Regions from separate parts of the Ovis aries genome. Here region 1 is linked to region 2. Evidence: chromatin contacts called from public Hi-C data. All regions are on one chromosome and are shown on one strand. The core of a region is the stretch at or near the end of the contact, and the rest is flanking DNA. Distances in the headings are between cores, read along the strand shown.

Region 1 (3,215 bases), core at 214-2,713, 460 kb after region 2:
CTTTGAGCCTTTAACGTTAGGGTATCAGATGGTTTGATGACACTAGACTATATTCAGAGGGAAGTTAATGAACAGTGTTCTTAATTTGGGGCAGGTAGAGTAAAAACTTTAAAAAAATGTTAAGACTGGGTAAGATGTCCTTTTATTTTAAAAATAAGCACCAAAGAGACTGAATCTTTTCAGTCTCTGAAACTATATTCTTTTATATTCTTATAAGTTTGCGATTAATATTGGGGACTCGCGTATAGCCACGAATATATATAGGTTTTGTTTAAAATCATCAGATCAATACACCTATTTCTTTAACTTGTAATTGTTCTGATTGTTGCCAGACCCCCGCCAACCGCCTCAGGCTCTCGAATGCAGCCCCCGGGCAAATTCTAAAGGTGAAGAGAGGTCCACACCCCCAACAAAGCCAATTAGGAAGTTTCCGGTGGTCTTCTCCCAGGCGGGGAGGCGACCAATATTTCCAGCGATTTAGCTTAATTTTTAATTAAAAAAACGAGACAGGACAGAGACCACTGTTTTGCAGCCTTCCTTTCAGAGTGTTTTTCTAGCTGTTAAATTGCCGGCACAGGGCGGGGGCGGGGGGGAAGTGTTGGGGGCCCCCCGCAAGAATGGACTAGCTAAGGTAGGAAGACAGTGCGCAGATCCCCCAGGCGAAGAGGACAGGGCGAAGGAAATGCTGGCCACCATCTTGGGCTGCTGCTGGAATTTTCGGGCATTTATTTTATTTTATTTTTTGAGCGAGCGCGTGTTAGGCTGAAAGCCCTTTAACTTTGGGGGTTACCCCTCCGGCATTTGCACAGACCCCCCTCGGTGCGGGAATGAAACCTCCACCGGGGTTGTCGGCTCTGCCCTGAGTCCCTGAATGGTAAATGGTTCCTGAAATTTACACGTGTTAATGAAAATGAAAGAAGACGTAGACGCTAAGATCCCTTGGCTGCCTCCGCCCGTGGGTGCCCTCGTGGCGTTCTCGGAAATGCGCCCATTCTCCCGGCTCAGAGTGTCACCGAACCCCAGCGTCCCCCTCCACACGGTCTCCCCCAGCTGCGTGTGGCCTGCCCGCCCTCCTAGTTGTCCCCCTCTGCAGAGCCACCGTCACCCAACCCCCCAAATCCTGCGGGACCCGCTCGGGGAGGACAGACCCCCCCCCCAACCCCCGCTCCTGCACCCCTCTTCCTCGGCGGGGAGAAAGGCAGCCTTAGGACGGTTTGCATTTCTATGAAAACCCGGCTTCGGGGGCAACACCGCGCGGTGCAGGCGCGGCGCCTCCGGGATGGCTTTTGGGCTCTGCCCCTCGCCGCTCCCCGACGCTCGGCGCCCGCGCCCCCTCCCCCTGCGCCCGGCCCCCCTCCTTCCCGCTCCCATTCTCTGCCCGGCTTTGATCTCTGCTTAACAACAGTAACGTCACACGGACTACAGGGGAGTTTTGTTGGAAGTTGCAAAGTCCTAGAGCCTCCAGAGGGCTGTCGGCGCAGTAGCAGCGAGCAGCAGCGTCCGCGCGCTCCGGCGAGGGGCAGACGAGCTCGAGGGAGCGCGGGGCAGCAGGAGCCCGAGTCGAGAGCCGACCCAGCCCCGGACCCATCGCCGCCCCCCGGCCACCTAGCCGAGCCCCCAACCATGGCACACCAGCTCCTGTGCTGCGAGATGGAAACCATTCGCCGGGCGTACCCCGATGCCAACCTCCTCAACGACCGAGTGCTGCGGGCCATGCTCAAGGCGGAGGAGACCTGCGCGCCCTCGGTGTCCTACTTCAAGTGTGTGCAGAAGGAGATCCTGCCGTCCATGCGGAAGATCGTGGCCACCTGGATGCTGGAGGTGCGGGGCTCCGGGCGGCTCTCTTAGCACTTTCCTGCGACTTGTTGCGCAAACCCACTTTTCTTTGCCACTCATCACCCTCCCTTCTCTCCCACCCAAACTTTGAAGTTTGCCAGAGTGTTGCTAGGAATCGTAGTTCCAAAATATATAGATATTCAGGGTATTTTTTTGAACAAGGAGGGAGTGGGGGTGGGGTCATTAGATAATTCCTTTCGTGGGTGGGTGGGGGCGGCGGCGGTCGAGGAGGGGTACCCTAGGGGAAAGCCACTGCCCGGGCACCCCAGTTGGCTTCAGGGTGCGGGCCCGCAGGCTGGGCGTCCTTTGTGGCCCCCGCCGGGACCTCCACCGCGCAGCCCCGCTGCGCCTCCTCTTGCGGCCGCGCGGCTGCTGAGCCGCCAGCTCCAGGGGGAGGGGGCATAGATTTGATTTTTAAATTAATATCCATGGACACGTATGCAAGGGCCGCTCGTGCCAGTATTATGCGCCATCTTTGTTCTTTTATTGCAAAGCAAAAGTGTTTATTAATAATTGGGGGCAGGGTGGGGGCGGGGAGCGGCCGGCCAGGCGCTTGGGGCCGCCGCGAGGGGCCGCGCCGCCACCGGGACCCAGCGGGAGGGGCGCGGGGACAGAGCTCGGGTAGTTGTGGGGGGACCCCTCTCGGGAAAGGGGGCCCCTTTGTTCAAGCAGTGGGTCCCGGGGCGTCCCGCAAGGCCAGCTTGGGCCAGAGAGCACGCCGGGCTGCAAGGTCGCGTGGCCCCCAAGACGCTAGGAATGGACCCTCATCTGCCGGGATCTCAGCTTGGGGGACCTGTCTGGAGCGAGCTGGGGGCCAGGGGCACGTTTTCAGGCCTTCAGAGGGCTCCCCGGGGCACCGCAAGTATTTTAAAATAATTTTTGAAAGTGCGGCGTGGTGCCCTTGCGAGAAGGAAACGGCGCCCGCGCCCAGGGGGAAGGGGGGCCCCCGAGTTTGAATTCCTGGGGCTCTCCCCTGAGCCCGCAACGAGCTCCCGACTCCCGGCCTGGGTAAAGGACAGTCTGAGGGTCATTTTCAGGGCATTTTTATGTACCCACTTAATTTTTTTATATTTTTAAATATTTTTTGAAAAGATGACGTCTGGGGAAATGCGGCGCGGCGGCCTGGGACGCCACCTTTGTGTCTCGCAGGCGCTGCGAGCGCGGCGCCCAGCCCCGCGGCCCTCCCCGCGGCCCTGCGCCCCATTTTTTGCCGACCCCAGGTCTGGCGGCTCCCGAAGCACCCACGCGGGCCGGGGTCCCTGGGACCCACAGCCCGCGCGCGACACACGCCGCCCAGCTGTGCCCGCTCCCGCCCCCACTGTGCCAGCCTAGCTGGGACTTTCCCTTTCAGTTTCGGGGTGGGTGAGTATTGGGGACTC
Region 2 (3,193 bases), core at 623-3,122:
CCCGTCTTACCGGCCAGATGGGGTTACAGCCATACCCTCTTGGCCAGCCTGCAGGGACGGCAGAGCAGAGACCAGCAGGAGGAGGCCCGTCACCGGTGCCTGGCGCTTGTCCCCCCAGATCCCTGAATGTCTTGGTCCAACATGGGTTTTGTCTGCATTACGAGTGGTGAGTGCCAACAGCTTGAACCTGGGCGACTATGGTGACGCTCAGCACCTCAGGAGATGGGCCGTCCTGGACGGCTGGCTCGGGAGATGAGGGGAGGGGGAAGGGCAGGGTTTCTGGCATCGACGACATCGCAGAGTCTTTCCTTGGACGTTGGGCTGCGGGAACGCTGGGCCGTGTGGTGCCCACACCCTTGGAATAACCAGCGGGAGTAACCCCTGCACGATGAGGCGCAGGCATCTGTCTGCACCCAGCCCCCTTGTTCAGAAACGGGGCTCCGTGGAGCGGAGCTCACGTTGTGTCGGGTTCCCAGGACCCCTTTGCATTCACACAATTGTCTTTCCTGCTGGTGTCGACGCCACGTCGGCTGGCAGAGCCTCCCTTCTTGCTGGAGTCCCAGCCCCTCACCCTGGGGCTCTGTCAAACAGCGGCTGGTGTTGGAACATCAGGCACCATACTGACTCCTGCAGCCCCCCAGGCTGAGTCCTCTTGTGACCAGCACGCGGCCACCAGAAGCTCTGCGGGGTTCATTCATGTCCCCCCGACTCTTAGAATATGACTGTATCTGAAAACAGGGATAAGATGAGCTAATGATCCCAACGGAGCAGTTCTAGGGGAGCTCTTGTTTGCAGGGACCCCCCTCTGTGGATCTTGTGTGACGGGGGTTTCATGGGACCCCTGTGTGGTCATCTGGGTCAGACATCCCTGGCCTCACCCCCCCCCCGGGTGCCCTGCAGTGGACTCACCTGGCCTAGAGAAAGGGGGATGAGCAAGAGGGGGGCTTTTGATCTCAAGAAGGCTGTCGCTTTTGCCAAGAGCCCCCGATGGCTCCGCCTGGCTCAGGCCCAAGCCAGCCTCTCGGAGGGCAGCCCCTTCCAGAGACATTTGGGAAACACCTTTGACAAATGGCTTTGTGCGGGGGGCCGGGAGGGCGGACCTTGCCCCAGGGCTCCTCCTTGGCTCCCCGCCTTGGGTCCCTGGACGCAGGACCATCTGGCGAGTTCGGACAGGCGCCAGGCTCCACATTCCTGCGTGGCGACCCCGAGACCCACCACCCCCACCCCGCCTGCAGCCCCTGCCCAGCCCTACCAGCCAGGGAGCCCTCAGGGGGCTTCAGGGCCCTTGGGGTAGGAGGGGGCCAGGCTTCCCCGAGAGGTGGCAATTTGGAAACATGCTCAAGTAAAATAGACCGAAAGAAAGGCCCGGCTACCTGCTCTGGAGGCCGCAGGGCTCCACTTGGTGACTCGTGAGCTCTGGGCATCAGAGCTGTGGACGAGGGCTTAATTTACTTGCGTCCCGTTTGGCCCAGCGGACAGTCATCGCCAAGGCCATCGCGAACGTTTCCTTGTGGCTGGCTTTAAGGAAGCGTTTGCGCAGGGAGCGCTTTCCCACAGCCCAGGACAATGTGGTGGCCTTGCCAAAGATCACTTCTGCCATCCTCGGCTTTCCTGTGGCTGGAGGTGGGCCTGGAGCCCGGCCAGGCCTGCGCTGCCAAGCCGCCTCCATTGATCATGATCAGGATGCGTTTGATTAATATCCGACGTGGAGAGAGAGGGGCCCGTGCCTGGCTGGCACTCGGAGGCCCCCACTCTGAGGGCAGGGACCGGGAGCTGCTGGCTGGCGGGCAGCAGGAGTGACCGCTCCCTTGTGACCCAGCTGCCTGACCCTGCTCCCGGGCCTTTGAAGCGTTTCCAGGCCTGGCTTGGAACGCCCAGTGCAGAGCTGCGCGTTTCCAGTCCATCCGGATCCTTGAAGCCAAACCGAACTGGTTGATCCCCCAGGGCCCGCTGGCCCGGCCGCCCGGGGAAGCTTCTGTGGGAAGCCGCCTCCAGGCGATTCTCGGAGCCTGTTCCGGCCTCCTGCCCCACCCCCGCCCAGGGACTCAGGCCTCCTTCTCACCACTGTCCAACCTGGGGCTGCTCGGAGGCCAGCTCCCCAGCCAGCCCTTGCCCACGGTGACAGAGACAGTGTCTGGCCACGGGGAGCCCGGCCTCAGAAAGGCAGAGGGGACAGGGGCCCGTGGTGATGGGGCTTTCAAGGATCACAGACTTCAGGCAGCAGCAGGACCAGGACCCTATGGACGGGTTCAGGGGCAGGGGGGTGGGCTGGGGCTGGGCAGGGCCCCTGGGACGCCTGGGGGCTCATGCCCAGAGCACGAGCTCTCTGTTCCGTGAGCCGGTGGGTGACGTCTCTAGCGAGTGGGTGTCTAGGCAAAGCGAGCCCCACATGTCCTTGAAATTGGAGGACTTGAAGCAGGAATGGGTTTTGGGGGCCTCTGTCTCGGACCCCTGGAGTTGGGGAAGCCGAGACCCAGTGAGGGACGGAGAAGACATCCCAGGCCATGCTGCTTGGGAAGATCCTGCCCCCCTATGCCCAGAGCTCATTCAGGGAGGGTCCTCGGCCCCCCCACGGCATGTGCCCCAGGGCCTGAGACACTGTTTGTGCTGAGACTTCAAGGAAGGCTCTGCCATCGACGCTGCGAACGTGCGCTGGGCCTGGGGTGTGCTCAGCCCCACGTCAGCACCACAGAGACATTATTTTGCCAACAAAGGTCCATCTAGTCAAAGCCATGGTTTTTCCAGGAGTCATATACAGATGTGAGAGTTGGACTATAAGGAAGGCTGAGCATCAAAGAATTGATACTTTTGAACTGTGGCGTTGGATAAGACTCTTTAGAGTCCCTTGGATAGCAAGGAGATCCAACCAGTCAATCCTAAAGGAAATCAGTCCTGAATATTCATTGGAAGGACTGATGCTGAAGCTGAAGCTCCAATACTATGGCCACCTGATGTGAAGAGCTGACTCATTTGAAAAGACCCTGATGCTGGGAAAGATTGAGGGCAGGAGGAAAAGAGGGCGACAGGATGAGATGGTTCGCTAGCATCGCTGACTCAGTGGACATGAGTTTGAGCAAATCCTGGGAGATAGTGGAGGACCGGGAAGCCTGGTGTGCCGCAGCCCATGGGGTCGCAAAGAGTCAGACGCGACTCAGTGACTGAACGATGATATGTCAGTGCCGTGCCCACCTGG

Evidence for each region. A called contact is a pair of places that touch in the nucleus more often than the background predicts.
Region 1: a Hi-C map of liver shows a contact between it and region 2, with 4 times the contacts expected there. The contact joins the promoter of CCND1 here to the enhancer-like site in region 2. A contact is called at or near these places in 10 of 16 Hi-C or Micro-C datasets (blood, hypothalamus, liver and 4 more).

The regions. Positions count from the first base shown.
Region 1 is chr21:43,280,662-43,283,876 of ARS-UI_Ramb_v3.0, forward strand. It overlaps CCND1 (cyclin D1), which reads left to right and starts at 1,464. Exons shown (of 5, transcript XM_027959928.2): 1 at 1,464-1,821. The coding sequence starts at 1,624.
Region 2 is chr21:42,821,014-42,824,206 of ARS-UI_Ramb_v3.0, forward strand. No RefSeq gene overlaps it. Among named protein-coding and RNA genes, the nearest start is that of SMIM38, 38 kb to the right of the region's middle. Within about 2 kb of position 1,873, at least 6 of the 54 cell types and tissues checked have an H3K27ac peak or open chromatin away from gene starts, as enhancers often do. A contact at or near this core is called in liver and tail adipose tissue, where this site is marked.